4 separate regions of the Mus musculus genome follow, and all the other regions are linked to region 1. The links are chromatin contacts, called in public HiChIP or PLAC-seq and promoter capture Hi-C maps. All regions are on one chromosome and are shown on one strand. Each heading gives the region's core, a stretch centred on a gene start, on an enhancer-like site or on the middle of the called end of the contact. The rest is flanking DNA. Distances are from core to core; before and after follow the strand shown.

The links. Promoter capture Hi-C pulls out the DNA fragments that hold promoters and counts their contacts. HiChIP or PLAC-seq counts read pairs in DNA pulled down with a chosen protein or histone mark.
Region 2: a contact with region 1 is called in a promoter capture Hi-C map of erythroid cells, with 4 times the contacts expected there. The contact joins the promoter of Sdf4 here to the promoter of Dffb in region 1. A contact is called at or near these places in 2 of 39 promoter capture datasets (erythroid cells and pre-B cells).
Region 3: an H3K27ac HiChIP or PLAC-seq map of acute myeloid leukemia shows a contact between it and region 1, with 7 times the contacts expected there. The contact joins the enhancer-like site here to the promoter of Dffb in region 1. A contact is called at or near these places in 3 of 39 promoter capture datasets (the C10 cell line and liver), 1 of 15 datasets of contacts at CTCF or cohesin (large pre-B cells), 2 of 115 datasets of contacts at active chromatin or transcription factors (acute myeloid leukemia and large pre-B cells) and 1 of 9 other capture datasets (liver).
Region 4: a promoter capture Hi-C map of hematopoietic stem and progenitor cells shows a contact between it and region 1, with 2.5 times the contacts expected there. The contact joins the promoter of AW011738 here to the promoter of Dffb in region 1. A contact is called at or near these places in 3 of 39 promoter capture datasets (the C10 cell line, hematopoietic stem and progenitor cells and pre-B cells).

What each region holds. Positions count from the first base shown.
Region 1 is chr4:153,972,408-153,978,504 of GRCm38.p6, reverse strand. It overlaps Dffb (DNA fragmentation factor, beta subunit), which reads left to right and starts at 3,424. Exons shown (of 7, transcript NM_007859.4): 1 at 3,424-3,638; 2 at 3,810-3,936; 3 at 5,537-5,725. The coding sequence starts at 3,516. Cep104 (centrosomal protein 104) reads right to left here and starts at 2,944. Exons shown (of 22, transcript NM_177673.2): 1 at 2,908-2,944.
Region 2 is chr4:155,989,745-155,996,384 of GRCm38.p6, reverse strand. It overlaps Sdf4 (stromal cell derived factor 4), which reads right to left and starts at 3,542. Exons shown (of 7, transcript NM_011341.5): 1 at 3,051-3,542; 2 at 1-196. The coding sequence starts at 189. B3galt6 (UDP-Gal:betaGal beta 1,3-galactosyltransferase, polypeptide 6) reads left to right here and starts at 3,707. Exons shown (of 1, transcript NM_080445.4): 1 at 3,707-6,640. The coding sequence starts at 3,769. The coding sequence ends at 4,746.
Region 3 is chr4:151,961,037-151,967,041 of GRCm38.p6, reverse strand. The region is part of intron 4 of Dnajc11 (DnaJ heat shock protein family (Hsp40) member C11); the gene reads right to left. Among named protein-coding and RNA genes, the nearest start is that of Thap3, 25 kb to the left of the region's middle. Within about 2 kb of position 4,006, at least 25 of the 459 cell types and tissues checked have an H3K27ac peak or open chromatin away from gene starts, as enhancers often do. A contact at or near this core is called in acute myeloid leukemia, where this site is marked.
Region 4 is chr4:156,198,357-156,204,646 of GRCm38.p6, reverse strand. It overlaps AW011738 (expressed sequence AW011738), which reads right to left and starts at 1,363. Exons shown (of 1, transcript NR_030671.1): 1 at 1-1,363. It overlaps Isg15 (ISG15 ubiquitin-like modifier), which reads left to right and starts at 3,829. Exons shown (of 2, transcript NM_015783.3): 1 at 3,829-3,941; 2 at 4,581-5,223. The coding sequence starts at 3,939. The coding sequence ends at 5,063. Gm46878 (a long non-coding RNA gene) reads right to left here. Exons shown (of 4, transcript XR_003955191.1): 4 at 5,144-6,129. It also overlaps a transcript of Perm1 not described here.

The DNA of each region.
Region 1 (6,097 bases), core at 2,175-4,674:
AACAACCCCCCAATAACACCTAGTGATGCACAGGGAGGAGCCTTAGCGGTCGTGCCGACCTGCAGCCCTAGGGAAGACAGTGTATGTATACAGACGCACCAGGGCAGAAGGGAGCACAGCTGGGCCGAGAGCCTGACTCTGGACATTTCCAAATTTAATTCAAGAACTAGCTGGACCAGGATCATTTGCAGGCTCCCAGATCCCTACAGTATGTGGAAAACCACCCAGAGAAGCCCAATAGAGCATCTTGCTGGGTCACCTCCCCTCCCCTTCCAGAATGGCACAAGTAGTTGTCATTTCCCCCCTGGATCTGGAAAATCAAGCTGGGCAAGGATGGGCTCTGGCCCTTAGTGGGGGCATGGGGCAGGCAGCAGGGACAGCCTCTCCTCCCCCCCCCCCCCAGTCCTAGTGAGGGAAGGCAAACACTGCTTATTCTAACGCAGAGACTGCTGCAAGCTAAGTTGCCAAGCTGAGGAGAGATATGGCCAAGCTTGAGGGAGCTTGAGGAAGAACAACCGGCTGAAAAATTCTTTCACTGTGACTTTTCAGGGAATGGCCCTGTATCCTACCTCTCACCCTTGTCATCTGGAGGATGTGATGCTGTGATCCTAGCTCACCCCTCTCATCTGGAGGTTGTGGTGCTGTGATGTCTGCTTTACTGCCCCCTGCTCTCCATGTTGAAAAACAATAGAGTGAGCTTGGCTATGGCAACTCTGTACTTCCCTCCAACCCTGGCTGGGGCCTGCTGGGGCAAGCTTTCCTAGGCTTGGACAGTCCATGAATCCCATACCCCTACACAGTGAGGTTTATGAATGGGAACATACGTATGTGTTGCCCAGAAGAAACTCAACCTCAGGACTATCTAGAGACCACAGCAAAGGAGATTTCTCCCCACAGAGGCTCCTAGCACTGGAATCCAGAGCTGCCGAGGCCAACAGCAGTGGAGGGCCTGCCCAAGTGGAGCTAACTTTGGGCGGCAGCACTGACAGAGAGCAGCAACACACAGGTCCTCAGATGTGATCATACTGAGAGCCCAAAGTGCTTATGGCCCCTTGGTTACTTCTTAGTTACCAAGCCAATCAAACACTTGCTAAGCAAGATGCTGAAGTAAACCATCAGAAGAAAAACCACTGCTCCTAACACGGAACAAAGAAGTCCATTGGAAGTTTCTTGGAATAAGATACAACATTGAAATACTCTATAGACTCTGACATCCAAACTATCCCACAGGAAATCCGGCTCATGTGAACACACTTGATGTGTAATCTAGATCTTTCTCTTCCACTGGATTTGAAAAGGACCATCCCAAGAATCAATGCCTGTCTGGCATTTGCTGGTGTTTTGGGGTATGTATGTATTAAATTATTAAGAGTTAGAATGGCAAGTCACTGTTAAAGATGCTACATGAGTTCCCTGTGGCTGTAACGGCAGCAGAGTAGAGGAGACTGACCCAGAAAATAGCGGAGAGCAGTGATAAGCATAGCTGGGTGACTTGGCATGCTTCTCCTTTAATCTGTGAGGCTACACTCCTAGTTCACACAGGTTCTGAACCCCGAGCTGATCTCCCTCAACCACCATCCTCCCCTTTAGCACAAGAGGGCAGCACGGTATGAAGGATTACTGGATTCCACCCTTCTTCCTTATCTCTATTCCAGATGGGTACAACTGCCCGTTCAACCTATGCTCCTGTCAAGACAAACATTCTTTAAATCCAACTTTGATCACCCCTCTCCAGGTCTTAATTTTAAAACCCTAGGCAGCCCCATTGTAGGAGTAGAAGTGCTAATTATGACCGGACACCTTGTTTCCCCAGTCTCCATTCTTGTCTTGGATTTTTTTTTTGTTTGTTTTTATTTTTGGGACAGAGTCTCTTATTTAGGCCTGACTGGCCTAGAACTTGTTATGTAGTCTAGACTGGCCTCAAACTCACAGAGATTCTCCTGCCTCTGCATCCCAAGTACTAGGATTAAAGGTATGTGACACTATGCCCGGTTATGACTTGAATTCTAGAGAATAGTCAAATCTAACGAACTTCTCCAGTGCCTTGACCAGACCCTGTGTCTTCAAGAGCCCGTGTCAGGTGTGGTAGTGCATGCCTTTGATCCCAGAACTTGGAGGATCTCGGAGTTTGAGGTCAGTATGGTCTATATGTAGTAGTTCTAGGGCTACACAGTGAGACAGTCTCAAAAAAAAAAAAAAAAAAACAAAAACCAAAAAACAAGCAAGCAAACAAACAAACAAACAAAAATCAGGTCTGTCTACCTCGTCTCTGTGGTGCATAGAACAGAATGTTAACAGCAGATACAAGTGTATGCCCAATAAAACTAAAACAAAGTACGGGTACTGAAGATCCCTGCAGGAGGGCTGTGGGGGCAGCGTGGCCAAAACACTGGGGCCTCAATAAGGACATCTACAAAATGTACATTTTCAGCCGATGCACTCACTGGAGCCCTTCCACCTCCTGTTCCTTCCCGCCTCACAAAGCCCACCACAGATCTGGATCTGTGCAATGCTGTGTTACTAGCTGGTTACCACAGGCGGCTGGTGTTCCAGCTGCCACTAGGGCAGCCACAGCCAGCAGTGTCAATTGACATTTACCCTAGCATTGCTTATAAACTAAGCCCCAACTCTTCTATTTTTGGTTATGAACTTACCCTGTCATCTTTCCAACCAGAAACCCGAACTCAATGTAGCAACTTCCAAACATTTTGTTACAAGGATATGAAAAGTGTTTCCAGTTTTCTTTTCAAGAAAACGTAAATGTTACAATATTAAGTAATGATCTGGGGCCAAGTAATTTTAAGGACTGAGAGTGCTTTAGAGAATCTTAACGCTTAAAAAGCACAACAAACCAAACCCAGCGAACAAACAAAACCCCCAAACGACACGGATCGAAGTGTAGCCTACCCGGAGCCAGAGCTACAGTCTTTAGTCTCGTGGCAACTGCTCCTGTTCAGTAACGCATGCAGACGAGGACAAGGCGGGGCTCGAATCCGATTCCGGACACGAAGGCTGAGATGCGCTGCAGGGAGGCCTGGAACAGGCACTGGCCGCGCAGTCCCTCCAAGGCCAGGTGTCAGGGAGCCTCCGCCCCGGGTGCCTGCCGAAGACCGAGGCCACGCAGGGTCACAGAGCGCCGCGGAAACGACCAGGCGGGGCCGCTGCGATGTCGGCCTCCGCTATCTTCGGAGGGGTCTCGGTCCAGCCGCCCCCACCCCGGGCCTCTGAGGAGGGCAGCAGAGGAGCAGCCCGGGCTGCCTCTGCCCAGGGCCCGGGCCGCAGCTGCGCTCCCATAGCAACCAGGCCGGCCCGCGCGGTACGCCTGCGCGTCCGCCCGCCGGCGCCTGCGTGCGCATCCAGGCCTCGAGGATTCTGGCTGGGGACAGGTCCTGCAGTCGGACGTTTCCGGTTGCACCTACCTACGTAGAGAAAAGAGTTCCGGGCCGCGTCTACGCACCACAGTTCCGGGCAGGAACGTTACAAGTCCAGTGTCGCTACGGTACCGCAGCCCTGCAATGTGCGCGGTGCTCCGCCAACCCAAATGCGTCAAGTTGCGAGCCCTACATAGCGCCTGCAAGTTCGGCGTGGCGGCCCGGAGCTGCCAGGAGCTGCTGCGTAAGGGCTGCGTCCGCTTCCAGGTGGGTCTTGCATTCCGGGCAAGCACTGCGCGGCGGGCACCTTGGCTTCCACCCCTACGATTTCCATCCTCTTGGGTGGGCTTGGACAGGCGCTAGGCTTCTACAGTACGCAGAGCTGGCTGTCTGGAAGCCAAGACTGTTGTGGGACAAGCTGATCTTCTTGTCCTCCAGCTCCCGATGCCCGGTTCCCGGCTGTGCCTGTACGAAGATGGCACGGAGGTGACGGACGACTGCTTCCCGGGCCTTCCCAACGACGCTGAGCTCCTATTGCTCACCGCTGGCGAGACCTGGCATGGCTGTGAGTAGGAACACTTTGGAGATGGGAGGGACCTACACGGTTTAAAGCCTCGTCGAGGGGCCCGGGCAGGAACCCAGAAGATCTGGTTAAAGGCTCTGAATGCCAAAAGCTTTTGCTGAAGAACTTTGATTTTAATTTTGAAACTGCCAAGGGCAAGGGAAGGATTGAGACTGGGGTCGGTGCTGCTGTGCTGTGCTGTGCTGTGCTGTGGTGTGCTGTGCTGTGCTGTGGTGTGCTGTGCTGTGCTGTGCTGTGCTGTGCTGTGCTGTGCTGTGGTGTGCTGTGCTGTGCTGTGGTGTGCTGTGCTGTGCTGTGCTGTGGTGTGCTGTGCTGTGCTGTGCTGTGCTGGGTTGGGCTGGGCTGGGCTGGGCAGGGCAGGGCAGGGCAGGGCAGGGCAGGGCAGGGCAGGGCAGGGCAGGGCAGGGCAGGTCTTGGTTCCATTCACTGTTGCTCCGGGCTGTACTTCGACCAGTGTGCTGAAATGCTCTCAGGTATCATGGTTTTCATTCAGGCTATTCTAGGTAGGTGTGATGACAGATCATTGTAGTCTTAATCCGAATTTCCCTGGTGGCTAATGGGATTGGGTATTATCTTCCTATTTACCACTTGAAGGCACTCTTCAGAGAAGCGATTCTTCGCGTTTTTTGTGTTTCTTAGTCGGATTTATAAAGCTGTTTAAATATTTAGCCCCCCCCCCCTCCAGAATATCTTGGTTATGACTTCGATGTAAGATAGTGTGGTTTTCAAATATCTCCCGCTGTGTAGCTTTTCACTGTCTTTATTGAAACTGAGCTCCAACCACATAGCTAACCGGCCTTGCTCTTTCCATGCTCTGTACTAGAGCAAAAGGTTCAGATTTGCAAGGGAAATGGGGAGGACAAGGCTACATGTGGCCGAGGCTGGTCTAAAACTTGTGATTCTCCTGCCTCTACTTCCCAACTGCTCACATTCCAAGCTCGTGCCCCCAAAACCAGCTTCCAGAGTTCTGACCTTGATAGATCCAGATGATCACTTCATGGTGCATTTGCTCCAGGAACCTCTTGTCAAGTTCTGGCTGTCTGAGGTTTCTTCCTGCAATTTCTGCATCCTTTGGTATCACAAGAACTTACTTCTTCAGCTTGTTAATAACACAGTGGATCTCACTGAGTTCTGAGTACAAACCAGACTTGCAACCTCATTTGGCTGTGGCCTGTGCTTTTTAAGTGTTACTGAATTCTGTTTGCTCCTGTTTGGTTAAGACCCTCTGTAGAATGCACTTGGTGTTTAGTTTGATGGGAAAGCTCACCATAGGCACTTGTGCAAAGACTCCAAGGAGAGGGCTTGGGAGGTCTGAAAATGGGGTCCTAAGGAGATGGCCAAAGGAGGTGACTTGGTATGGAGGAGAGAAGGACAAAAGACCAAGTGTGCTGCTTTTCTAGGATACTACAACCCTCGCCTGACAGAAGGTGGCCAGAGGAATTGTAGTATCACTGCAGTGGGGGGTGTCAGGTCAGGGAAAGGGTTGGTGACCCCAGAGTCCTGATGTCTGGCAGTCTTTGGGTTGAATTCTTGGAGCCAGAACAGCATGAATGTGTTTCTGTTTGTCTCCTGGTGGTGACAGATGTGAGTGACATCACACGTTTCCTCAGTGTGTTTAATGAGCCACATGCCGGCGTCATCCAGGCTGCACGGCAACTGCTGTCAGATGAGCAGGCCCCACTGAGGCAAAAGCTGCTGGCCGATCTTCTGCATCACGTGAGCCAGAATATTACTGCAGAGACCCGGGAGCAGGACCCATCCTGGTTTGAAGGTATGTGGCCTGGGATGACCATGGTGGCCAGGGTGTCTGGAGCAAACAGAGAAGAGCCTCTTTGGAGCAGAGAGGCTCAGGGAGATCTCTGTCTATTTCAGATCCCAATACTTCTCAACCAAGGGTGGACTGGCCTCTGGAGTGAGGGATAACAAAAGGTGTCCATGGGAAGGTATCCAGCCAGGACTCCTGGCTTGAGGCAGTGTCCTGGGCAGCCTGGAAATGCATGGAACTTAGAATTTACCACCTTACCATTTGAGAGAGAGGAGAGAGAGTTGGGGAAAAGGACAGAGAGAGAGAGGAGGAGGGAGAGGAGGGAGAGAGGAGAGAGAGAAGGAGAGGGAAAGAGGAGAGAGAGAAAGGGAGGGAGGG
Region 2 (6,640 bases), core at 2,293-4,792, 2.0 Mb before region 1:
CCCATTCAGGTGGTCTGGGGGCATGATCTCATTTTCCTCCCTGTTAGCCGCTCTTTCCCGAGTAGATGAGTGGTTGGCAGGTCTAGCGGTTGCATCCATCAGAAGGACAAGGCCCAAGAACCAGAGGCCATGAGCAGCTAGACCACAGAGGGAACTCTGCCTGGGCGTCATTGCCACCAGCCAGACCATGGGACTCCTGCAAGGTGTGAACCGAGAGCTGGAGTAAGAGGTAGCAAGGAAGAAAGGGAAATCACAGCTCAAACTAGAGCCCTGGATACTACAAAGTCTCTGGGTTACTAGCACTGCCAGGAAAGCTGAAGGCTGATGGCTGGCTCCACAACCTGACAGTCTACAAAGACAGACAGACCAGGCCAGGGGTGATGGCACATTCCTTTGTAGCCAGTCTTTGCTACTTTGTGGGTTCTTCTTTTTCCCATCCTTTATCTGTCTCTGGTTTCATCCCCTATCACTAGATAGGAGAGAAGAAGGATAGAGGGGGGAGAAAGAGAGATCTCTGCATCTAATTTTTTTCTCTTGTTTCTTCTTTGAGAATGACTACTAGCAAACCATAACCAACCTCCCTGAACACCCACCAATCACACCTCTAGGTGCCCTAGCATTTATATATCCTCTGAAAAGTTCCCAGAATTCCAAATGTCAATCAATCGCAGAACATTTTCTATAGCTGGCAAAACCACGCCTCTGCTACAGCGCAAGGCAAATCACAGTCAGCTGCCATGGAGAGTCCAGAGCAGCCCCACATCTTTATGCCTGGGATTAAAATGGAAGCACACCCTTATAATATTTGTGATTTTTAAAGCAACCAAAATTCCAAATTCTCACTATCAACCTTTAATCCCAGCACTTGGGTGATAACCAGGGCTACACAGAGAAGTATTGTCTCAGGGAGAGAAAAAAAAAAAAAAAAAAAAAAAAGACAGACCACCACAGTTAAGTGGAAGCAAATGCTTCACTAAATATATTTATTTCATAACATGATTTAATAATCAGGACCAACCATATATTCCAGCAGGATATGGTGACATTCAACTTTAATCCCAGCACACAGGAGGTGGACATGGGTGGATCTCTGAGTTCAAGGCCAGTCTGGTCCACACTGTGAGCTCCAAGCCAGCCATGGATAAACAGTAAGATCCTATCTCCAAACAAGATCCACACACAAGGGGCTAGGGATATATATATATATATATTATATATATATAGCTCAGGCAGGGGTGAAACACTTGTCTGGTGTGCTCAAGTCCTAGGGCTGATCCCAGCACTACCGGGGGGGGGGGGGGGGGGGGAATGAAGAAGAAAAAGTGAAAAAGGAAAACAACAAATGATGTTTTTACTTTTTAAAAAAGAAACTGGAGAAATGTACTTGGCCAGGCTAAAGTTGCAGCACTTCCTGTACCCTAACCCCACACACCAACAACACAACAACGTAAACCTGACTCCATTCCTCCCTAATCACTATTCCAGTGTGTATTGGACGGCTGCGGTCACTCATTCTCCAGACCCCAGCTTGACCACAGAGCTCTGTGACCTTGGTTAAGGCATCTGACCTTTGCTGTAGAGAATCTATTATAAGCATCACCTGTCAATAAAAAAGCCTATGGTTAATGAGCTAAGGCAGAGAATAGGAGGTGGGACATCTGGCAGGGGTAGAGAGAATTCTGGGAAATGCTCAAGGATTTGCCCCGGAATGATGAGGAGACGGGTGTAAGAATACAAGGAGAAGAAAACAGGCATGAAACTCAGGAGTTTCATCTTGTCATAGCTTCTACACATATCAGTTTCCAACCAGTAGTAAAAAGGAATGCTAGTGACACCTGTAGTGGAGGTGACAATGATACCCCTTGATTTGCCATCAATCGAAGTCAGATGGCATTCTATTTGTCAAAGTCACAACTGTTTTATGATCATTTGTTAATCTCTACCTGGGCCTAATTTCTAAATTAAAATTTGCTGTACCTATAACAGTCTACTCAGGACTTAGTTCCACCTAGGTTTCAGGAATACACAGGGTGGCTGGGGGAATATCTGTACTTCTTTGCCATCCTTACATTATAATTCTGATGAAATCAAACTATATATTTTGTTTCTTTTGCTTTTTTGTTTTGTTTTGAGACAGGGTCTCACAATGAAGCCTTGGTTGGCCAGGAACTTGCCAAGCAGACTGACTAGGCTTGCTTCGAGTTACAGGCAGTAGACTCAATAGTTCAAGGCCAGCCTCAGCTACATAGTAAGTTCAGGCAGGCTACATGAAACCCTGTCTGGAACCTATCGCTAACAACAACAAAAGAGGAAAGGGAAAAAAAAAAAGACCACCAAAGTCTAAAAACCAACAGTGTAAAACAGCCCAAAAGCTGGTAGTGGACTGATGATTTAGCCCAGTAGTAGAGCCTTTGCCCAGCATTTACGGTGCTGGATTCGATCTCCTCCAGCAACACAAAAATAGGAATGTAAAGAAATAAAGCCTGGCAGGAAGAAAAAAAAAAAAGTTAAGTAAAAGAAAAGAAAAAGCCTTTAATTCTAGCACTAAGGAGGCAAAGGCAGGCGATCTCTGAGTTCCAGTGCAGCCACTCTGGTCTACAGAGTGAGCTCCAGCACAGCCCGAGCTACACGGAGAAAGCTCGCTCGTCTCGAAAAACGTCAACAACAACAACAGTAAGTAAAAGCAATGTCGGTTTAAGAACTACGCCGAACAGTACCGGAGAAGAACGCCCACCAACCCGGGCTGGGCAGGAAGGTTTTACCCAGGCCTTCCATTTCCAGCTCACACTACTAGAACTCATGGCGCACGTTTTACCAAAGGGGAAACCGAGGCAGAGATGCTGCTGGACCACAAGTTGAGGTCACAACGCCAGCCGGTAACAGAGCCCCGAGCCTCAGATCCCCCGCGGCAGTGAGTTCCGGAAGCAGCAGCCGAGGAAGAGGGCGGCCCGCGGGGTCGAGCCGGCTCAGACCTGGCGCGATTCGAACGCTACCCGAATGGCCTCCCAAGCCCGCCCCTCGCACGGCGACTGCAGGGACCCCTCACTCACCCCGGCTTCTGATGCGCCGGGTCTGGGCGCCCGCCAAGTCTTACGCAGAACTCGGCTCAGGCCGCCGCCATCTTTCTTCCGGGAAGGGGCGAATAAGACAACCGGGAACGGTGGGGAAAAAAACACCCGGCCTCCGGTACGAATCTCGAAGCCGCCATCTTTCTTATGGGCGGAAGCAGCCTCTGCGAAGCAACCAATAGGAATGGCGCGCGGGGTCACGTGTCAATCATTCTGGGCCCAGCCCTATCCTTCAAAGCCGCCCTGGATATCAGCTCCGGGGAGTCGAAACCCCCAGCCACGGTGCGCCTCGGGGCTCCTCCCACGTTACCAGGCCTAACCGGCCGCGCCAGTCTCCGAGTCGCGCAGGCGCCTTCCAGCGTCCGAGTCGAGTCGCGCAGGCGCCTTCCAGCGTCCGAGTCGCGCAGGCGCCTTCCAGCGTCCGAGTCGCGCAGGCGCCTTCCAGCCTCCGAGCCTTCCAGTCTCCGAGTCGCGCAGGCGCCTTCCAGTCTCCGAGTCGAGTCGCGCAGGCGCCTTCCAGTCTCCGAGTCGAGTCGCGCAGGCGCCTTCCAGTCTCCGAGTCGCGCAGGCGCCTTCCAGCCTCCGAGTCGCGCAGGCGCCTTCCAGCCTCCGAGTCGCGCAGGCGCCTTCCAGCGTCCGAGTCGCGCAGGCGCCTTCCAGCGTCCGCGCCTGCGCTCCTCGGCGGCCTCTCGCCCGCAGCATGAAGGTATTCCGGCGCGCTTGGCGGCACCGGGTGGCGCTGGGCCTAGGCGGCCTGGCGTTCTGCGGCACCACTCTGTTGTACCTGGCGCGCTGCGCTTCCGAGGGCGAGACGCCCTCCGCTTCCGGAGCCGCTCGGCCCCGCGCTAAGGCCTTCCTGGCGGTGCTGGTGGCCAGTGCGCCCCGCGCGGTCGAGCGCCGCACCGCAGTGCGCAGCACGTGGCTGGCACCGGAGAGGCGTGGCGGACCCGAGGACGTGTGGGCGCGCTTCGCCGTGGGCACTGGCGGCTTAGGCTCGGAGGAGCGGCGCGCTCTTGAGCTCGAGCAGGCGCAGCACGGGGACCTGCTGCTGCTGCCCGCCCTGCGCGACGCCTACGAGAACCTCACGGCCAAGGTCCTGGCCATGCTGACCTGGCTGGATGAGCGCGTGGACTTCGAGTTCGTGCTCAAGGCGGACGACGACTCCTTTGCGCGCCTGGACGCTATCCTGGTGGACCTACGCGCACGGGAGCCCGCACGCCGCCGGCGCCTCTACTGGGGCTTCTTTTCCGGGCGCGGGCGCGTCAAGCCGGGAGGTCGCTGGCGAGAAGCAGCCTGGCAACTCTGCGACTACTACCTGCCCTACGCGTTGGGCGGTGGCTATGTCCTTTCTGCGGACCTGGTGCATTACCTGCGCCTCAGCCGCGAGTACCTGCGCGCGTGGCACAGTGAAGACGTATCGCTGGGCACCTGGCTGGCACCAGTGGATGTGCAACGGGAGCACGACCCACGCTTCGACACGGAGTACAAATCTCGAGGCTGCAACAATCAGTATCTGGTGACACACAAGCAAAGCCCAGAGGACATGTTGGAGAAGCAACAGATGTTGCTGCATGAGGGCCGGTTGTGCAAGCATGAGGTGCAGTTGCGCCTTTCCTATGTCTATGACTGGTCAGCTCCACCCTCCCAGTGCTGCCAGCGCAAGGAGGGCGTTCCCTGATGTCACTGCAGGTGCCGGGGTCTCTCCTGACACAGGCCAAGCATCCTGAACAATCTGATAAATGATCTGGGCTGAGCTTGGTTTATCCAATTGCTGTTGAGACCTTGGGACTGATGGCCAGAGACAGCTAACAATGTCTAGTCCACTGAGGGTGCCATTAGTGGTCTGGTGTAAGGCCTACCCAAGGACATCTGGTTATGAATGTGGAGATTGCATCTGAGCGCGTGCGCGCGCACGCGCGCGCACACACACACACACATGCACACACACTGACCATGTAATGCCACCTATCAGCCATCTGGAGTGTGAGGGAAGGGCCTCCTCACTTGATGAGTTTAGAGTGCCCTCATTCTGCAAACTCTGCAGCTCACTGCCCATCTTGATTGTTCTGCACAGCCTCACCTGCAGACTGTGTTGAATTCATCTCAAAATGTTACTTGTCAAAGTTGTCTTTGTATTGTTCAGACAGAGTTCCATTCTGTTGTGTCTCCCGTTTTTTATCTTTTGTCATGGACAAGTATGAGGTTTGACTTGATTTTCAAGTCAACTAGGTTAGAATTTTTGTCTCAGTGGATAGAGGTTGATAAATATAATGCAGTTTGCTTAGACCTATTTATAAATATTGTATGCTTGCATAGATAAGAATTTACAGAGGCAGGCAAATCTCTGGGTTCAAGGCCAGCCTGGTCTACAGAGTGAGTCCAGGATAGCCAGGACTATGCAGAGAAACCCTTAAATTTTTTTAAGTTGGGAGTGCACGTCTTAATTTATTTTTAACTAAAGGAAAATACTTGTGTCAGATTTTGTATCTGTGGATTAATCTGTCAACAGCCTAAGTGGCCAACCCCACTTCTGGGTGTGTTTAAAGCATAGAAGAATATTTAAACTATCCATTTCTCTTTCAGGTTTACACATAAATCAGTCTTTTTGTGTGTGTGTTTGTTTCTGAACAGACATGACTTTTAAAGCTTTTCAGGGTGTGTGAGCGTATGGACTGTAAGGCACTTGGGATCAGAATGTCCACACAAAGTTTGTCTTTCAAAGTGGTTTATTCACACCAACAGTCTTTACAGTATCGGGCTAATATAAAAGTTAAGCAGCTGTCTCACCAAGCAGGTTCCACCGTGTGATCTCTGGGAATACATTTCAGAATACTTCTCAGCCACCACCCACCGTCAAGGCCTTCAGTTATCAATTGTGGCCGACTCCAAGGAGGTCCTTGAGAGTGTAAGCATGTGGCCAGTCAATGGCGGGCTTAAGTGGGCGGAGTAACAGCACCTGAAGTTCCGGGGTGACTGAGGCCAGGGCCACCAAGAGAGTCTCAAGTCCCTTAGGTATCAACATGGGAGGGTATGGAAGCCTTGTCACAGGAACATTGACAGTATGATCGATTGACAGGCCATCCCCAGGGTTCTCATTTCCTTGGGTTCACGGCCATATCAGTGCCACCTTAAGGTTAGTTCATTAGCATATCAAGGCCTATTCTGGACTGCAGGGTGGGCTGCCAGTGGATTTGCTTCTGAGGTGTAGCTCTTGTCAAAGCTGCCTAGTGGCAAACTCGAGCATTATTTCAAATCACACAAGAAGGCCTTTGAGTTACACAACATGGTTTTTAAACTATGTTCCATACAAGCTTCCACAAAGACCTTCAGATTCCTGGTGTCTCAGCAAAGTTTCAGAGATCCAAACCTGTGTTGAGGCTTCCTAGAGTCTCTCTTAAGGAAATAATATTTGCTACCTAGCATAGCACCCCAACCACACAAACTTTAACAGTAGTACATATCCCCTTTTAATGTTTAAAAAAATTAAGAGTATACTTAGAAAAATATAATAAGGTGGCTCCAGGATAAATGGACAACCTGAGCTGGCCATGACCTCCAGCTTTGGATGATGT
Region 3 (6,005 bases), core at 2,757-5,256, 2.0 Mb after region 1:
TTTATGGATTGAGTTCCAGAACACAGAGAAACCCTGTTTCAAACAACAACAACAACTCCAACTATGTTGTTACAAGGTCAAGGTAAGTCCATTCTTGTTTTCTATAAAACTTTGGTTTGATCATGTCTTGATCTATTTTCTGGAATTTGACATGTTCCACACCTATATCCTGACCTCCACCTTGATAAGAGTTCTGCCAAATAATTCTGAAATGTTTAGACAAGTTTCTACACAACCAAAATTCCTCTGGAAGCCTCAAAGCCTTGAAAAGCCCCAAGTCTCTCAGTGTTTTGGACTATATGAACCCCACTTCTCCTGTCTTCATGCTATTTTCTCAAACCCCACTTGAGGGAAATAGTTCTATCTATCGGACAGAAGATAAAACGTGCATAATTTGACCGAAGAATCTGGGTCGGTCTTTACTCTTATTCAGTGGTATCACCTGCACCAACCAGCTCTGTTCTTCTAATCCTCCTGCCTGCACCCCAGGGGCTGGGATTATGGGGGTGCTACCACGCCTGCAGGATTCAATGTTTTGACAGATGATGACATTCACTGAACCATCGCCAAATTAAAGACAGGATGGTCCTATCACCCCAGAAGTAACTCAGTGTCCCCAAGAAGGGGGGCTGTGCGAGCACAGACTTACGACAGACATAAGTGACGGCCTCGTGGGAGCCTAACGAAGGAGCAAGGAAGAGGCCACTTGGGGCTGCAGAGGGCCATGGAGAGCTGCTGTTTGGAGCCGGATCCTTTAAAGCCTAGGATCTGGTTTAGTGGTGCACAGCCACAGCCCCAGCTGCTGCAGGCAGGAGGATCTTTTGAGCCCTCAAAGACACTGTAAGCAAACACCCTCATCCTGAAAATGTTTCTCCCCAACTCTGTGCTTTCAGAGGGCCTGGATAGCTCTCTCTTCTTGGCTACAAGGTGAAGGACTCCTTATGTCTCCCACATGTGCTGCTGCAGGCCTCAGAGCAGAGCCAACAGCCAATTCTGTACAGACCTGGTCTTGGTTTTGTTTTTGGTTTTTTGGAGACAGGGAGATCCACCTGCCTCTGATTCCTAAGTGCTGGGATTCAAGGCGTACGCCACCACTGCCCGGCAGACCTGTTCTTGCTTTTCTTTTAGAGACAGGGTTTTGCTTGCTATGTGGTCCTGGCTGGCCTATGATTTAAAACCCAGACTAGGGCTGGAGAGATGGCTCAGTGGTTAAGAGCACGGACTGCTCTTCCAGAGGTTATGAGTTCAAATCCCAGCAACCACATGGTGGCTCACAACCATGTGTAATGAGATCTGACGCCCTCTTCTGGTGTGTCTGAAGACAGCTACAGTGTACTTATATATAATAAACAAATAAATCTTTAAAAAATAATTTAAAAAAAAAGTAAAGCCGGGCGTGGTGGCACACGCCTTTAATCCCAGCACTTGGGAGGCAGAGGCAGGCGGATTTCTGAGTTCGAGGCCAACCTGGTCTACAAAGTGAGTTCCAGGACAGCCAGGACTGTACAGAGAAACCCTGTCTCGAAAAACCAAAAAAAAAAAAAAAAAAAAAAACAAACCTCAAACTAGCTGGTCCTAAACTTGTGGCAACGCTTCTGCTCCTTGAATGCCAGGATTACAGGCACAGGCCAACATAAGCAGCTAAGATACTTTGTGTTTGTTAAGTCAACTCTACTGGGAGTTCATTACAGCGATAAGACTCACACAGGAGTAGGAAACGGCAGAAAGGGTCTCAGAGGGTTGTCTGGGACCACACCATCTTCACCTTGTTGGCCTACCCATGAGCCAAGACTTTCCATGAAGTATTGCCACCAGCAACAGCAGCTTTGAGTTAGGATTCCAGATTGGAGCCTGGAGCCTGGAGCCGGGAGCCAGGAGCCGGCGAAGGTTCTTACCGCTGCCAAGCCTGACAGCCTGCGTTCAATCTCCAGAATCCATGATGGAAGGGAAGGAAGGGCTGAGCAGAGCAAGTGATCCTGACTTTCACACAGATGCACCACAGCCCTCCAAACAAAAATGTATTTACAGAAGATGGCAGAGCGGCCCTAACAGGTTACACTCACCTCCTTTAGGGAACCTATCCTGTGTCTTCCACCTAACGTGTGGGGAGCTGAAGCCCAGCAAGGCTCCCCATCCTCTCCCGTCAATGTCTTCTGACTTTACTGAGTCCCCTGTGCCCATGTACACACGCACGTGAAGAAGCCAGAGGAGGGCATCAAGTGTCCTGCTTCTCTCGACCTGCTCCTTTAAGGCAGGGTCTCTCCCGAGCCTCCTGTCACATGACAGTTATTTGGTGTGATTCCAAGCTTCACTGTGCTCAGTCCAGTCCACTCGGCAGTCACCACACACAGTCAGCAAGGCAGTTCAATCCAGAAGAAACCATGAGGCTTGCCAACCAGCCCCAGGAACCTCATGAGAAGTTCTTTGATGAGTTTCTCTCTATGAAGTCACCACAAGTGCAGCTCAACAACTCAATGTAAGGCGAACCAATACATGTGTGCTGTCAGCGAAGAACAGAGAGGCGAAGCAAAGTGACCCGACCTGGCGCTCCCACTGCTGTGGGGTCGTATTTATATTCTTTCTAACCATCATGTGTCCTTTCATATGTCCGTTTCAGCAAAACATCCTGTCACTTGTGTGTCCCAGCAAAACATCATCTGACAAAACTGACTTTCCAAAGAAGCCAGAAGTTTCCACTTCAATCCGTCTTTTTCTTTAATTTGGTATTTTTCTGACAATCTCTCACCTCACATGCCATAAAACACAAATAAAGGCAGCAGCTGCGCTGGCAGCTCCTGAGAACTCTACGGCGTCTGCTGCTTGGTGACGGGTTGCTGTCATGACACATTCTTCAGACAGTATTAAAATCATTAAAAATTATTAACATATTAATGCATTTCATCTTCTCAGAAATCTATACTTACAAGTCTTTGCTCTCCCTCCTTCCTGGCACATGCGAGGCAAGCGCTCCACCACTCAGCTACCTCAATAACTCCAGTCATGGCTGGAGACAAGATCTAAGTTGTTCCGGTTGGCCTTGAACTCTGACCCCCTGAGCACTGAGGACTATACAGCAGAGCTGTAAGCCTGGCTCAGACTTCCTTCTTAAATTGTCATTTATTATTTTTTAGGTTTTCTTCTTTTGAAACAGGGTCTTCTTGCTACTCGCACAATCCAGGACAGTCTTAAACTTAGATAAACCCTCCTCTGTTCCTGCTTTCCAAGTGCCCACATTAGAGTGACATGTCCCCAACCCTGCTGAGGCGGGGTGTGTGTGTGTGTCTGTCTGTCTGTCTGTCTGTCTGTGTCTGTGTGTCTCACTGTATTGCTCAGGCTGGCCTAGAGTTCCTGGTCAAGCCCCTTTTGGTCTTTGGGATCAGAGGTGTGTGCACCACTCGCTCAGCTCTAAGAGCTGGTCAGTCTTGAAACACCAAGGGATTTGCAGTCACTGAAAACAAAGGAATATTCCAAGACACACCAGTTTATGAGGGAAAACTAGAACCACACATGTTCTCTGATGGTTTGAAAGAGATCTTGAATGCTACTGATAGCCTTTTGGCATGTCAATTTAGGACAAGGGAGAGTCTGTAAGGTACAATTGGCACTTGCAACTAGTTAAAACTTGTATTTCATTCTGGAGTGGACCGGGTTAGCCCACAGGGTTAGTGTCTACACTTGATGACACATCCAATAGATCATAAATACAATTTGCCTTAAAATCACCAAAGACTGTTCTGAATGGAGGCAAAGACAATGCCCACGAACAACACCTCCATACTCTAACATGAAGACATTTTAAACGGAAAAATTATTTTGGAGACAAAGAGTTTTATGTAACCATAAAGGCTTTGAATTTGCTATGTGGATGAGGCTGGCTTTGAGCTTCTAATTCTCTTGCCTTACTTCTCAAGAGCTGGAATTACACCACCATGATTAATATTAACCTCCTGCCCCCCACCCCCCACAACACGTGCATAACCACAATTTAAAAAGAAGGAAGGAAAAGCAGGGTGGAGGCGTGGGTGTGACCACTGCTGGTCAGGCATAAGAAACTGCTTCATCTGGGGACAGTGCTGTTTGGGGGAGCCTAGATATGCAAATCAAGGTGAGTACCCAAGAACTCACATGCTGAGAGGAATTCCAAGCTGGCTCAGAGCTGAAAGGAGAAGATGCCAGGTCATACCCAACTCTGGCGGCTACACCAGGCTATCCCAGGTGAACAGAGGCTTGCATGCAGAAGCCATTACCAATTCTGGGCTTGTTTGAATGCTGAAATACTAGCTAGCTCTTGGGAAGCTAAGGCAGGAGAATTGTAGTAAGTTCCAGACTAGTATGAGTTACAAACCGAGTTCAAGGCCAACCTGATCTACCTAGGTACCCTTGCTCAAAAAGAAACCAACCAACCAACCAAGCTTTCTTCAACATACGTGAGTGGTAAGACCCAGACACCATCTGACTACACCTGCAGGGAGGTGTCAGCCCAGTGCTAGCCAGTGGAGTCTAGTCAACCCCAGAAATGATGAGAACAATTCAAATTGTGGCAGGCTGAGGATATAGTTCGCTTGTAGAGTCTGGATGTATAGGGCTCTAGATTCCTTTTCAACAATTCTACCACCACAGGTGCAGGCCAACTGTTGTGGACATGACTTTAATCGCAGCACCACATCTGGGTCTGAAAGCTTTCAAATAGTATATACTCAGCAAGGCATGATGGTACAGGCCTGAAATCCTAGCAATCGGGACAATGAGACAAGAAGATCATGATTTCCAGGTCAGCCCAGGCTATAAGCAAGACCTTTTATAAACAAAAGCACAGACACGAACTCCACACTGACAACCAAGTGATGATTCAGCAGAGGGAGAGTAGCCATTAGAAACCTAGAACTGCGCTGCAGTCGTCACTTTCAGCTGCCCTGCTGCTCTTAAGGCACAATAACTAAGAACTCCAACTGGTAACTTCAGACTCAACAGCCGTGGCGCTGACCCAAATCTATGGGAAACAATAAACTGGAGAGGTGACACGAGCCGAGGACAAAGCTGAGCACGGTGACAACCCGACTGATGAATTAACTGTCCTGGAAATGGCTACTCAGGTCACCCTGAGTTGACTGAGGTGTCTTTTCATTCCCGAGGGCCCAGATGCTCTTTAGTCTTCAGGAAATACACTTGGCAGACAGTGTGCTGCAATACCAGAGTAGGAGGGTTTCTCCCCACGTGCCCACAGGCTGCAGCTTAGCAGCAACTATTCACTTCCAACACCGTAGGTTTTCTTATGACAAGTCACAGGTTTGAGAGGAGCAAAGTTACACTGAGTTCTGACAGGCTCCAGCATACACGACTAAAGCAAATATGGACCACTGGACACCCGACCGAGTGGTCAGATGTCTGCTGAAGCTTCAGGCTAAGTGTGTGTACCCTAAAGCATACTTTTGTAAAAGCAAAAAGGCATTTACAAAGAACAAAATCTTTTTAACCTCTACCACCATTTTTAAGCCACAGACTTGGTTCTATATAGCTCTGGCTGGCCTCAAACTCCACCTGTCTCTACCTCCCTAGTGCTGGAATTAAAGGTGTGTGCCAGCACAACTGGTCACAGTTTTGGTAATTTTGTTTGTTTGAAAGGAGCCCTAGATGGCCCGAAAAGCACAATTAATCTAGGCCGACCTTGAACTTGTGGCTATCCTTCTGTCCCTAAAATCAAACCAATAACCTTGCATTCTGTCTTTCTGATACCCAGCTTTCCATCATGAAGCCGTCACACTTAAAGAGGAGAGAGCACACCTGGGTACTCAGCTCTGGAGCGGGCTTGTGTGTTGCTGAGCTCTAGGCAACCGTTCATGGCTGACTTTATCTGTATGTATATATATATATATATATATATATATATATATTTTTTTTTTTTAATTTAATTTAATTTTAATTTTTTTTTTTTTTTGGAGATAGGATTTCTCTGTGTAGCCCTGGCACTCTATAGACCTGGGTAGCCTCAAACTCACAGATTTCTG
Region 4 (6,290 bases), core at 114-2,613, 2.2 Mb before region 1:
GCATGGATCACCCTCACCACCACAACCCCGTCCCACCATGGTTACAACCCCACCCCACTCCTGGCAGAAGTCTTGCTGTTTGCCCATGGATACATAGTAGCACATGCATACATCACAATCACACACACACACACACACACACACACACACACAGTTATTTTTTTAAATCAGGAACCCCCCCCTTCCCATACTTCTCCCCAATCACCTTACTGCACCGAGACAGCTTGGTGACTGTCACCTTCTTGGTTGCCCCCTATTGGGGTCCATATTATATCCCAGGGTAGTTGCAGACTCCAACACTAAGCAAAGCAAAGCCAACCCTGGAGTGTGAGGGGACACATCCCCATCCGTATATCCCCGACTAGAAGAAGGGCTTGGGAAACGATCTGGGTCAGGGATGCCAGAGCTAGGAAGCGGTGCTACTGAACCATATGGTTTAAAACCAAACAAATGCGCCGTGCGACTGTAAATACGCATTCTCTGGTGCAAGCCTGCAGTCGTAAGACAAGCCACACTTCACCGCGGCCACAACCTCCAGGTTCAGCTCGGGCCCAGAGACCCGGTTCTCGAGTGGGAGGAGGTACTGGAGTCAAACTTCTGCAAATGCACCACGAAGGCGGGAGGCGGGCCGGCTCCTGGTTCCAGCTGGGACAGGCAGGCGACCCCCTCACATCCTGCCAGGAAGCAGATCGTCTCGGTGAGACACTTTCTGAAAGAGCCCAGAACTTGCCCAGGGTCTCAGGCTCGGCAAAGCCATCTTGCTGAGCTCTCAGGGTTAGGATTAGGGTTAGGGAGCTGCAAGCGCGGGAATCTGTCCCTGTCCCGCACACAGCTCACCTCCACGCAGTGACCCCAGCTGTCACCGGGCCGTGTAGGCGCTGCAGATGTCTTTTACGCTCATCTCCAGGATGTCAGCTGTCCTCGGTTTTGTGAGCTTGGGAGCCGTGGAGGCGGGAACGCAGGACGGGTGGCAAGGCAGAGAGTTACCCTTCCCTCTGAATCGTGGGCTCTGAGTGAGGGCCACAGAAGGCCTGGGAACCGGGCTTCGCCCCGGCCTCCACTCACATCCTTCCTGCGCCCGCGGTCGCAGTGACGGTCGGGAGCAGAGCCAGGCTTGCACTGACGCGCGCTCGCCGCCCCTTCTCCAGCTTCCAGGACTTTTAGGTAGAGCCGCGCTTGAATCCGGTGTTCCGTTGTCCCTCGCTCGACTTTGCGGGTTTTGGCAGCGTTGCCCACTGGTCTGGGGTCCAGGTCCAGCTAGCGAGGGCTGAGACGCTCGCCCGGCTTTCCACGCTGTACCTGGCGCCCCGGTGCGCACCGCGTGGGCGAGCGCCTGCGACACCGAACCCGGAGGCCGAGCTCTGAGCGCTTAAATACGGCGGACGGGGGGGGGGGGGGGGGAGCGGCGGGGCTGTGAATCCTTCTCGACTTCAGTTCCCACACTCCTCCCAGCCAATGAAGAGCCAGCCTCCAGCCCGGCCTGCCGCCCGCCCTCTCCGGTTGTTACGCGTAGCCGATCTCCGGCTACGAAAGTGAACCCGACGACGTTGCATCCGAGAGGTCTCGGGTTAGAGTGGGCGGGGCGGGGGCTCCTGGCTCACTTAGTTTTGGAGAAGAAGCACCAGAGGGTATGGGAGGCAAGTCATGAGCACCTGGTAGGAAATCCAGAAGGATATTTCTCCAAAAACTAGAAAGCAAATCCTCAGGACTGTGAAGTCAGGACCCACTGAGGCTCCTCACACAGCCCTACCCAAGACCCGAGCAGGATCAAGACAGCCACTTGTCTCCTCAGCCGAACAGCATTTGCTCATGGGCAGCGTTGTTTCCAGCAAGGAGCCTGAAACTAACACAGAGGTCTGGGAACAAGCTTGGGTAGAAAGATGAACCAACACCAGACACCGAGACTAGAGAGGGGTCAACTGGTCCTGGTCACCTGATAAGTGACATCAACTGATATCACAGGGCAGCGGAAGGACGACTTCGTGCAGTGTAAGGATAAGGATATCAGTGGTGACAGAAACCAGATGGGATGATGTCATGGTGCCAGTGATGTATCCTGAATTACCCCACCGCTAAGTTCAGCCAAGAAGAACTCAAAAACTTAGGGCAAGTGAGGCACAGCCGCACGTGCCTTTAATGTAGCATTCAAGAGGCAGAGACAGAAAGAGCTCCGTGAGTTCGAGGCCTGCCTGGTCTACAGAGTAAGTCCCAGCACAGCCAGGGTTACATAGTGAGACCCTGTCTCAAAACACACACACACACACACCAAATTTTTTTTCCAAAGGAAAATAAGAAAAACAGGGCCATTATTATTTTAATGGTTGCTATTGTTTTCATTCTGAGTTACACTGCTATACATACAGACATTTTGTACTCAGGTTACTAAGCACAGCGTAGCCTGGCAGCTGCCTCCATTCAATGGAGGTGGCCTGAGACCACAGGAGGGGCTAGACACCCTACTGGTGGTCCTACTTCTTTAATTTTCTTTAAATATTGGGCTGGAAAGATGGCTATGTGGAAAGTGATTGAAGAAAACATTCAACATTAATCTCTGACATGTATAAGCACACATATGCATGCATATAAGCAAAATAAAGAAAGAAAGAAAATTTATATATTCAGTTCCTTCTTCTAAATTTCTAATTTCCTGCACTCACATATACACAATCCCCCCCCCCCAAATACACTGTATCCACATAATTAAAACTAAACCTTAAAAAAAAAAATCTAAGCCAGGCAGTGGTGGCACATACCTTTAATTCCAGCTCTTGGGAGGCAGAGGCAGGCAGATTTCTGAGTTTGAGGCCAGCCTGGTCTACAGTGTGAGTTACAGCCAGAAGGACAACCAGGGCTATACAGAGAAACCCTGTCTCAAAAAACAAAAAACAAACAAACAAAAAAAAAACAAAAAAAAAAAAACAAAAACAAAAACAAACCAAAAAAACAAAAACAAACAAACAAAAAAAAAACCAAAACTGAGTACTAAGTATATAACTCAATTGTTAGAGTACTTACTTAGCATGCATGAAGCTCTGGGTTCTGTTCCCAGAACTGCAGAAAATGGCACAGAAGATGAATCACTAAAATCTCAGAACATGAGCAGGAGAAACAGAAGGACCAGTTTAAGGCCAATTTTAAAGTGAGTTTGAAGCCAGCATGGACTACATAGCAAAGACTACTTCAAAAACAAACTCATCTGACTCAATGTATCTTGATGTGAGCAATACTTTGTTTGTTCTCTTGGCTTTTCAAGACAGAGTCTTGGTGCTTGTTCTGTAGACCAGGCTAGCCCTGAACTCAGACATCCACCTGCCTCTGCTTCCCCGGTGCTGGGATCAAAGGTGTGCGCCCTGGCCCAGCTACAATAGGGTCTTAATAAACTGTTCTAGGACAGAAATGCTTCCTACAAGCCCCTCCCCCCCAAAAAAAAACTATTGTTCTAAACTAATAACCAATAGCAGTTGTCTTTGGGCAATTCTGATTGGTACTATGTTATGCAGTTTCTGAATTATTATGCCATTTTCCAAGACAACTAATTTCCAAGCTAACAAACGACAAATACATTTTCTATTATTCGTTCCTATTCTGACTTTTACATGCCTTGTGAAGGACCTGAAGGGCGTTTAGGGAGTTTTAGAGCACACAGGCCTGGTTACAGCTTTGACCCTTGAGAGCCAGTCCCTTTCCTTCCCAACTACAGTTTCTTTTCATTCAGTTTTGGTTTTCCCACTCATTTAAGGTATGCCGTAGGAAAAGGAAACCGAAACAGAAAATAGCTCTGGTTTCTGGAAACTCCGCCTCTTCACACCCACAGCTCATACTTAAAAGAGTCGACCCAGTCTCTGACTCTGAGAGTCGATCCAGTCTCTGACTGTGAGAGCAAGCAGCCAGAAGCAGACTCCTTAATTCCAGGGGACCTAGAGCTAGAGCCTGCAGCAATGGTGAGTCCAATTTGGGACAGAGGCAGATGGGTTTCATTTTAGTTGACTTTACTCCATTCCTTGATAGGGTCTTCCAGAGACAGAATAGTCACAGTATGAGAACAGAATATAATTGTTTAAAGCTCACTCCTGGGGGGCGGGGGGGGGGCAGGTTCTTTTGCTCAGATACCAGCTCTAGATCCCTTAAGGCTGGGCCCAGAAGGCTATCTTTATGGGTGAACTGAAACAATGTGATGGTTGTGGGACCCTTTAGAACCGAGGCCTCCGTATCATATACCTGGATGGTTCCCCTAATAGAGGAGAGGATGGGGTGGGGGTGGGGGGGGACATGGATGGACGTGGGGGCTGGCCCTGTGACTGGTGCTTTGCATGTAGTAACTCCCAGCCAAAGTTGCTAAGCCGGTGGTTCTCAGCCAAAGGATTCAGGAACCTTTTGGGGGCCTGAATGACCTTCTGACAGGAGTCGCATATCAGATATCCTGCATATAGCAAAACCAGTTATGAAGTAGTGATGAAAGCAGTTTTATGGTTGGGGGTCACTACAACTCCAGGAGCTGTATTAAAGAATGGAAACATTTTATTAGAGTCATAGCATTAGGAGGGTTGAGAACCACTCCTAAATCCATGTGATGCTTGCAGGCCTGGGACCTAAAGGTGAAGATGCTGGGGGGTAACGATTTCCTGGTGTCCGTGACTAACTCCATGACGGTGTCAGAACTGAAGAAGCAGATTGCCCAGAAGATTGGTGTGCCGGCTTTCCAGCAGCGCCTGGCCCACCAAACTGCAGTGCTCCAGGACGGTCTTACCCTTTCCAGTCTGGGTCTGGGTCCCAGCAGCACAGTGATGCTAGTGGTACAGAACTGCAGCGAGCCTCTGAGCATCCTGGTGAGGAACGAAAGGGGCCACAGCAACATCTATGAGGTCTTTCTGACGCAGACTGTAGACACGCTTAAGAAGAAGGTGTCCCAGCGGGAACAAGTCCACGAAGACCAGTTCTGGCTGAGCTTCGAGGGAAGGCCCATGGAGGACAAGGAGCTGCTGGGGGAGTATGGCCTAAAGCCCCAGTGCACAGTGATCAAGCATTTGCGCCTGAGGGGTGGGGGAGGGGACCAGTGTGCCTAAGGCCCCCATCCAGAGCCAGTGTTGGTTATAAAAGATGATGGGGGGGGGGGTATGGAGGACTTTTGGGATAGCATTGGAAATGTAAACGAGGAAAATACCTAATTAGAAAAAATATCAAAAAAAAAAAAAGATGATGCAATAAAAAGCTCTGCCTCTTGTTTGCTTGTCCCTCTCCAGAAATGCCCTTCTATCCATGGTGAGAAGGCTCTGGGTTGCCAAGTTAAGAGACAAGGATTTCACAGTGAGAGCCTAGTGAGGAAATGCCCCTTCCAGACCCTTTGAGTAATTAATTCACTTCTGGAGAAAGACACTTTTGCTGGGACCCAGTCCTTAGTCTCAGCCAGGCCCTAAAAATGTCCCCATGTCTACATATGGCTCAGGGACAGGTTAGGCCAGTTTCTACCAGTAGCAGGATGAGGCTCCTAATGGAACCAGTGAACTGCTGAGATCCTTTGGGAACAGTGAAGGAATGTTCTTACCTGGGTAAGCTGTGAAGGAGGGTGATGTGTTCTTTTGTATGTGTTCCTAGTCCCACCTGCACTAGTTCACAGAGGGTAGGATGGGGTCTCACCATTCAAATCAGCCACCTGCTGTTTAGGACATGGTAGTTAGCAAGTACACCTCATCCTCATCGGGGCTATAAAGAGGCCACTATAGGCAGGTTAGATGGGCACAAGTAATTGGAGGCTCATCTGTCCACAAAGGACATCATGTCTCAGATAGGAGGCACCCAATTTGAAAAAGCTTCACCCCCCTTTCTGCCTGATGGCTCTTTGTCTTTTCCTCTATCAGCTTACTCGGGCCTTTGAGTGCGCTTAGGGCACAAGCAAGTCAGTACAAGTCCTTCTGTGGTCCTTCAGACCTTTAAGAGAATTTGAGTGGAACCTCAGAAGACCCCCTTCTGGTTGGTGTGTTTGTGCTTATCTGGATTAGGTGATGCCAGATCTAGCAACGCTGGAGCCCACTGTGTAGATGCGACCTCAAATCTGGGTCCAGAAGGTGGAGTCTTTCTCAGGAGGAAGAGCTGCTGACACTCACACTTCACTCTGGCTTCTGGCTCAACAGCCTATGGAAGATAGCATAGTGTCTTCTCTCGTTTTTTTTTTGTTTTTTTTTTTTTCCAAAATTTTTTTCTTCACTTACATTTCAAATGCTATCCAGAAAATCCCCTATCCCCCCCCCCCCCACCCATTCTCTCGGTTTGTTTGTTTTGTTTTTGGTTTTTTG